Linked DNA regions of Mus musculus: all the other regions are linked to region 2. A link is a contact called in public promoter capture Hi-C data. All regions are on one chromosome and are shown on one strand. The core of a region is the stretch at or near the end of the contact, and the rest is flanking DNA. Distances in the headings are between cores, read along the strand shown.

What was found. Promoter capture Hi-C pulls out the DNA fragments that hold promoters and counts their contacts. Capture Hi-C pulls out chosen DNA fragments and counts their contacts.
Region 1: a contact with region 2 is called in a promoter capture Hi-C map of adipose tissue. The contact joins the promoter of 0610031O16Rik here to the promoter of Metap1 in region 2.
Region 3: a promoter capture Hi-C map of liver shows a contact between it and region 2. The contact joins the promoter of Adh6b here to the promoter of Metap1 in region 2. A contact is called at or near these places in 2 of 39 promoter capture datasets (cranial neural crest and liver) and 1 of 9 other capture datasets (adipose tissue).

The regions. Positions count from the first base shown.
Region 1 is chr3:138,238,385-138,241,084 of GRCm38.p6, reverse strand. 0610031O16Rik (RIKEN cDNA 0610031O16 gene) reads left to right here and starts at 1,422. Exons shown (of 3, transcript NR_045760.1): 1 at 1,422-1,596.
Region 2 is chr3:138,488,051-138,490,750 of GRCm38.p6, reverse strand. Metap1 (methionyl aminopeptidase 1) reads left to right here and starts at 1,369. Exons shown (of 11, transcript NM_175224.4): 1 at 1,369-1,493. The coding sequence starts at 1,380. It overlaps Gm32553 (a long non-coding RNA gene), which reads left to right and starts at 2,690. Exons shown (of 2, transcript XR_001784010.2): 1 at 2,690-2,700.
Region 3 is chr3:138,340,204-138,342,903 of GRCm38.p6, reverse strand. It overlaps Adh6b (alcohol dehydrogenase 6B (class V)), which reads right to left and starts at 1,265. Exons shown (of 11, transcript NM_001370857.1): 1 at 905-1,265; 2 at 638-741; 3 at 7-105. The coding sequence starts at 45.

The DNA.
Region 1 (2,700 bases), core at 173-2,672, 250 kb after region 2:
AGGCAATACATGAACAAAATGAGAGGCTGTGTGTTTTATAGGGTGCTCCATCGGTCCAGTATTTCTGGGTGTGGTGTTTCTGTTGAGCACAAAATTTCCCCCAGGATTCTTTTTCCTGAACTCTACTGGGAAAGAAAAACAAGGCTCAGTTGAAAGTTTATCCCAATGTGTGTGTGTGTGTGTGTGTGTGTGTGTGTGTGTGTGTGTGTGTGTGTGTGTGAGAGAGAGAGAGAGAGAGAGAGAGAGAGAGAGAGAGAGAGAGAGAGAGAGAGAGAGAGAATTTTCTGCCTTTCTTCCTAGATTAACTAACTGGCCAATTTGCACACACACACACACACACACACACACACACACACACACACACACACACACACACAGAGAGAGAGAGAGAGCTCTATACTGCCACCTTCTGGTTTTTTAGAAATTCTGGAGAAGAAACTAGTCTTTCATGTTCACATGTACTTCAGACCTGATAGATGTCACTTCTTGTTCCAGCAGCTGGTGACAGGTGACTAGTCCTGTGAAGGAACAGCAGGGACATAAAAGTAAAGTAAGCCGTGGTACACATGATGGCCGAATCACATCCGGGTACTGGAGAGCCCATGACTGGGGTCAGAATAGATATCCTTAAAAGGACTAAGCTGACCCCTAAAGGAGGAGCAGAAATTATTGGTGGCAGGGAGGGTAGCATGAACGGAGATCACAGGAGGACTTACAGAGGGAATCCAACGAAAGAGAAGATGTCCCTGTGGGGTTAGTGCCACAGCCGCAAGCATTTTTCTTTAACACGTGCTAAGCAGACAACGTTGGTGCAGAGGCAGAGAGAAGTTATTCAGCTGGTGCAAGGGGCTCCAGTTCTGTTAAGAAACCCAGAGGGAAAAAATGGAGTCTCTGAACACCTTCTAATCAAAGGAGCAATGTGTTTGGGGTTGCCTTTCAGTTGCTTAGCTTAGGGAAGATTGTAGAAATACATCTTAGGGACAAGACAAGAGGCAGACCATGGGGTTTCCCCAAGTTCTCACCGTACCTTAAGTTGGTTGAAGATAACAGGATAGCAGAATTTACACTGAGTGATTGGCAGTTTTCAAAAGGATAGTGAAAATTAGCTACACAAACTGTAAGTCATACGCAATGGCTCTGGATGGTTTTGACTTTTGTTTTTGGTGAATACTAAGTTAACTTATTTTTTAAAGCTCAAGAAATCTAAGAATACCATAATAGGGATTGGGAAAGTAGCTGAGTTAGTGGACTGCTGGCCTAGTGTGCACAAAATCCTGGATTTTATTCCCAGTATAGCATGAATCAGAAGTTAGAGGCCATCCTTGACAACATAGTGAGTTCCAGGTGAGCCCAGATTATTCACTGACCCTGTGTCACTAAATAATCGTTTAGTTATTAATTCAGTGTTAGTCTCGTACAGAGAGTGAAGGAGTGAGCTCGCCAAGCACAACCAGCAGGGATGAAAGGCTAACTCAGTGAACAACAGAAAGACAGACGGACTTCTGAACAGACACACCGACCAGCAGAAACCACTGGGGAAAGCAACAGTCAGCCAGTGCGACTGACTTAGAGTCCCAAACAGCTATCTTCTTCTGGGTGAGACTTCAAACTAGTTCTTCCTGCCACAGGAAGTTCACATATTTTAAAAGAGTTTATTTTAATGTGTGAATATGTATGTAGATCTGCCGTGTGCCCTGGGCCTCTAGCTAGAGGCCAGGAGAGAGGGACAAAATCCTATGGAGCTGGAGTTTGAGCCACCTGGCATAGGTGCTAGAAATTGAACTCAGACAGACTCTCTGGAAGAGAAGTGTATTCTCTTAATTGTTGAGCCATCTCTTCAGCCCCCACCCACCACCACCACAGGTATTTTAACAAACTGCGGCTGAGTCTTTTGCGTTGGGAGGGTGTCTGGGCTGTCTGGGAGTGTTTGGCTCCCCGCTGTGTTCTGGGCCAGGGTTTTGACTCCCACATTACACTCTTTGGTCTTACGGACATGAATATCTTCACTTCAAACAATTTTTCAGTTTTCTGTTCCCTTTCTCACAAGGGTCAGGGGCCAGCCCGCTGGAGAAAGGATCTCAGAGGACACTCTATAGGATAATCATGCCTGGATCTTAATGGGGGGTTTCCACCCTGCCTCTAGAGCCAGCTCCTCAGGGAGGTTAAACTGCATGCGACAGTTGACTAACATAACTCACTGTCCTCTGTGACGGAGGGACAGAGAGGCCAGAGAAGAGTAAGAAAGAGATTCTGCTCTGATAGCAGGGAGGAGAGGTAGAGGGACTCTGAGCCCTGGCCTCTAGGCACACCTGTGGTGGCATTCCTGAGACCCTTTCAGGAGACATCCTGTTCCTTCCACTTCCATATGAACAGTCATCAATGTCCCTCACTCAGGCATGGTGTACATTGATCAGGCCACCTCATACTTTGAGGGTCCGGGAGGGAAAAGATGTTGGGAAGACTTTGGTTCTGCCTCCTCCTTTGCTCTTTGAATGAATGAATGAATGAATGAAAATACCCTTTTTTGTTATTTTTAAGAGGAGAAAAAGAGGAGCACTGTGATTAGCTAGTCCAGATCTATTCCACAGGAGGCATTATGTGCATGAGGTCGCAGGAATCTGGGGGAGAGGTACAGGGAGGAGAGGAAGACGAGAAAGAGGGGACTGATTGGTTCATTCTCCTGGGATCCGTGAGATGTGG
Region 2 (2,700 bases), core at 120-2,619:
TGCAGGATCAGACTGCAGAGAAGTCCAATGCACATGCTGAGTGTTGCGTTTAATTCTGAAATAACTTTTGGTTGTTAGGCTGTCAAAAACTGCTTACTATTGCCAAAAATTTTGTTACTCCATATTTAGAAGTTGAGAGCCACAGTTTAGGAAGCTGGGATTTATACAGTTAGATGTCATATACAAACATATACACATATGCAGTCACTAATTTTCTTAAATGTATACATTTTTATTAAAAGTTTACAGTGGTTGGTTATACAGGAAAAGTTATTCAAGAAAACATGAGCTTTTCTGGTGTATTAAGGTGGAAAAGATTTTTTTAAAAGTCACAGCATTCCTCTAGCAACAAACAAACAAAAAAAAAAAATAGAAAACGGCAGTTGTTGTCTACTGATTATGTGTTTGAAAGATTTAGGCTACCGGGTTGTATCTGATAAACTCTAGAGCCTTTTAATTCTCGCATTTCTTTTCTTTTCTCTTTTGGTTTGTTTTCTGAGACAGGGTTTCTATGGGTAACCCTGGCTATCCAAGAACTTACTCTGTAGACCAGGCTGGCCTCCAACTCAGAGAGATCTGCCTGCCTCTAGATCTGAGTGCTAGGTTTAAAGTTTGGCATGCGCTACCACTACCCGGCTAACCCCCCTCAATTCTTGATTGGTGGAATTCGCTCAAACTATAAAATCAGATAATATATATATATTTTAAATCATCGATATTGAACTATCTGGCAGCTACTAGCGCTATGTATTTCAATAGCGGGGTGTGGAAAGACATGAGGAAGAGCGTATTTCAGTCCCATCTCGGTCCATTGATATTTTTTTAAGAATGAGCGTAATTTTTTCTTTCTTTTTTATTTTGAGGAGAACACTGGCAGAGAGAAGCGGAACTCAGAAAAGGGAATTAGTCCCCAAGAAGCTCCCGGCGAACCAAACTGAGGAATCCACGCCCTTCCCAACCACCTGCGAGTGAATGAAACACCGAAGGCTCAAGAATTTCACGCTCGGGGTCCCAACGTCATGGGGTGTAGGATCTCCGCTGACCCCACGTGGCGTCGCCGCCACCGCAAGCCTTGGGGCGGGGCAGGGGAGGCGGCGTAAAGGCTGCCGGGCGGGTCGCCACTACGCGTGCGCGGAGAGGGCGTGGCTGTCAGGGCGGGGGGTCGGCCGAACCGGAGGGAGGGGCGGGGCAGCAGGTGAGCGCGCGCTAAGGGGCGGGGCCCTGGCCGCGCGTGCGCGGAGGGGGGCGGGGGCGCGCTGCGTAGGGGCGGGCCCTGGTCCTCCCGGTCCGGCGCCTAGGCCTGCCATCGGAGCTCCTCCCCGGCTGGGTCCCTCTCCCCGCCCTGTGGCGGTTCCTCCCTCCTCCGGCAGCCAGGCAGCATGGCGGCGGTGGAGACGCGGGTGTGCGAGACGGACGGCTGCAGCAGCGAGGCCAAGCTCCAGTGTCCCACCTGCATCAAGCTGGGCATCCAGGGCTCGTACTTCTGCTCGCAGGTAGCCGCCCACCCCGCGCCCCTCCGGTCCTCCGCCTCTGGGCCTTGTCGCCTCCCGCTCGGGCCTCCGAGCGGCCCGGGCCTCGGGAGCCGGGAGCCCGGCCGCCGGCGCTCTCGGGGGCGGAAGCTGACCTGCGGCGGGTTCGGGCCAGGCCTCCGCGGTCCCGTGGGCGGCCAGGTGTGTGCGCAGGTAGGGACGCGCGGGAGCCGGTAGCCCAAGACCTCCGCCGAGCCGGGGTCGGGTCTGGACGCCGCTGGCCGCGCTCCCGGGGCTTCTCTCCGGTGTCTCTGCAATCCCGGACGGAGACGGAAGCGACCTGCCGGGGCCTGGGGGTGGCTGCAGTCTCCCGTAGAGGAGAGCTGTTTCAGTCTCACTTCTTTTGTGTTTTACTACCGCGCTTTGACATTTAAGTAACTTTGAGTGTAGGCGTGGAGAGAGGTCGGTGTAATTCATTCTTTTCCGTTGGCATCTCAGATTATTAATTTGAGAACCGGTAAGGTAAAGAGATGAGTCACTTCTGTTACTGAAGTTCCTGGAGTAGAAAGGACAGTCCCGCAGGGGTTGTGCTTCAAGGCTCCGACGTAGTTTTTGTGCAACTGAGCAAACCTAGCACTGAGTGGGGCCCTGACAGAAGTGTGTATTTATTGAACAGTATTTGTGTCCCATCGCGTTTCTAGACTCAGAATAATGGCAAGGCAAGTAGTAGATGGTTATTAGGCTCTTAGTTACAATTTGTTGAGGAGAAGAATATAAGTACGTTGGTAATAAACTGACAGGTTCCTGGGAGAGGGGAGTTAATAGGCCAAAGACCTTGGCATGCTAGTTTTTCTGAGAGCTTGAGTAAGTGAAATTACTTAAGTTCCCCAGTTTCAGTGTTACTCTATACAGAGAGAATGAGGGTACCTTTCATTCTGTATTGTACAAGATTGTGCTGACAATGAAATTAAGGAAGACCCTGTAGCCCTATCATTTAGAGACGTTTTGTTTTTTAAAGGATTCCACTACAATTTAATGCTGGTATCTAGATAAAGTTGAAGAAGAATAATTATGTCACCAGTGGTAAGTGATACATGCCTTTAATCGCAGCACTTGGGAGTCAGGCAGGCAAATCTGTCAGTTCTAGGTCAGCCTGGTGTACAAGCAAGTTCCAGGACGGCCAGGGTTCTGGGGTGGGGGCGGGGGTGGGGTGGGGGGAAGAATAGTTATA
Region 3 (2,700 bases), core at 16-2,515, 150 kb after region 2:
ACTTACATTGCTGGATGTTTTTGTGGCGAGGCTGGCTTGTTCCATCTTTGCTTCTGGAAGGTTTAGACTGGAGGGCTCTTCTGTCTCAAGCGGTTACCTGCTGGACTGAGCACAAATGTTCTCTTATACTCCACAGTGACTCAGCCGCGCTATGCTATGCACTAACCAGGGAGGGAGGAGAAGAGAAAGAGAGAAATGAAAAAAATCCAAAGAGAGAAGGATAACAGAAGGAAGAAGCCGGCGAGGAAAGCTGAGGAGGAAAGATGGTGGAGTAGAAGCAAAAGAGGAAAGGGAGTGGGTGTTTTAGAAGAAAAGAGATGAAGAAAAGTTTCTGCAGCGAACCATTTGCACATCCTGTCTTCTGATACTGAACACCACTTTTAGGCTACATGTTTTGAATCATTCCTTTCTGGACGAGCAGACCAAACTTCCTAAAGACTTATAGGTTTAGCTTGTCCCAAGGTTCAAACAAGGATTCCTGTTTCAGCTGCCCTGAGTTTGTGGATGGGCTGGGGTGGGGTGGGGGGAATTATGAGGCATGAGAAAAAATTAGAAAGAAAAGTACAGATTGATAAAGGGTGTTCAGGTGGGGCGGGTGTACGAGAGAGTGAAATTAAACAGGTTGTAGTAGATCTACCTGCCTCTACCTGCCGAAGTGCCACGTATACGGGAGTGTCCTACCAAGCTCTGCACATTTAACACCTTGAAAGAAAAACACATCAAGCTCTGCACATTTAACACCTTGAAAGAAAAACACATCAAGCATTAATATAAGCGAGAAAACAAGAACCATCAAAAAACACATACATTATGTTTTAAACTGGCACAATCAATGAAAAGCAATTATTATTATTATTTTTTGACAAATATTTGCTAGAGCAGCATGAAGCATACATCTACTCACCTCAGAGAGTAAATGCAGGGCGGACTGAAGTAACGACTGCACCGGAGTCTAACTTGTTGAACCACTGAGTTTTTATTGGGGCTCCTAACAGGGGTGAAGCATCATTTGCAGGAGCAAGGATGGCTTCAAAGCAGCCGCATCATCATCACCCGGCTGAATCTCTGGAACGCTCCGCATGGCTTGCACAGGAGTTCCACAGTCTCAGAGACCTCTCTGCGCCTTGCTGGTCAGAGTCTCTCTTGAGCAGTTGCTTAACTGCTTCCACGACCCTTGGGAAAGGTCATGGAGAACCTTGTAGGCTTCAGCTTTCCCAGACACATGACGCTTCTTCCATCCTGACGTTAGCCAGCCCTTCCTCTCCCTCCTGCAGTATTTCCGGTCACAGGAAGTGGCTGTAATGAAGCCGGACTTTACGTTGGCTATTTGTGGCAGCTGTCATGTCCTCGCCATTCCCGCTCCTTTCATGCCCTCTCTCTGACTATACGATGAATCTCAGCAGTCTCCATTAATGTTGCTGGCCTGGCTTCACCGTGAGCTTTCAAACCACTTATGTCCCTTCTTGAGAGCCTGTCTTGCTCTCCCAGCAAGTACCATTTTGTCAGTAATCTTTTTCCTTCCTTCCTGGTGCATGTGTGACATGACCTATCCACATTTGAATCAATTTTATGTAAAAATAAAAGCTAGCCTCTAAGAGTAGCAGGTGGCCATTGGTTCCCGCAAGCACGGGGTTCAGCAGTGATCTACACGCCTGAAGTCTTGATCTACATACACTCCTGAAGTCTTGTGTTACGCTGCTGACTGCTCCCAAACTTCTGTTTTGAACTGCTGCCTTCTGGCTAATGTCTTTGAGCTGGATTGCCACCTGAAGGCTAGCCTGCATTTGGAGCTAGGCTGCTTATGGTTGCATTTGCTGCATCTTAGGAAGCCTCTTTTACTGATTGTAGAAGCAAGAAACTCAACTCAGTATGAATACATACGTGTGGTAGTTAAAATAAGAAATGTCTCCGAGGCTCCTGAATTCGAACCTTTGACCCCCAGCTGGTGGGGACATTTGGGGGACGTTGTACGTGTGTGTGTGTGTGTGTGTGTGTGTGTGTGTGTGTGAAGGTTTATGATCCCACACTGCTTCCTATTCTCTCCATGAGTCTTTCTCTGTGTTTCTGTCTCTCTGTGTTTCTGTCTCCATCTCCGTCTCTGTCTCCATCTTCCTCTTCCTCTCCCTCTATCAGCTTCATGAATGCATCTGCCACCGTACCATGCCTTCCTCAGCATGGTGAACTCTCCCTCTGGAATCATGTGGTAAAATAAATGCTTTCTTCCTTAAACTGCTCTTGGTCATGGTGTTCTATAACACTGCTGTTGGTCATGGTGTTCTGTAACACTGCTGTTGGTCATGGTGTTCTATAACACTGCTGTTGGTCATGGTGTTCTATTAACACTGCTCTTGGTCATTCAAGCCATTAGTCTGTAGTAGAAATTACCAAATATGAAATAGAGGAGAACGTGGTGTTCCTTGCTTTAGCCATCAAAATAGATGCATAATAAGTTCCTTAGGGCTACAGCTCTAAAATATCTCCCATAACAACAAGTTAAAGGTTGAGTGCCTACAATTCTTCAGTCTAGTTAAAATGATAAGCATAGCACAATTAGAATCAAAACAATTCCTTTAATTATGTATTGTACAAAAACTCCTTAGTGAAGGGATAGTTAGATGTATTGTTTCTCCTTCACTTCCTGACTGTGATTTCTGACACAGTAAAACACACACATTTGGTCTCTGTTTCTGGCTCCTAACA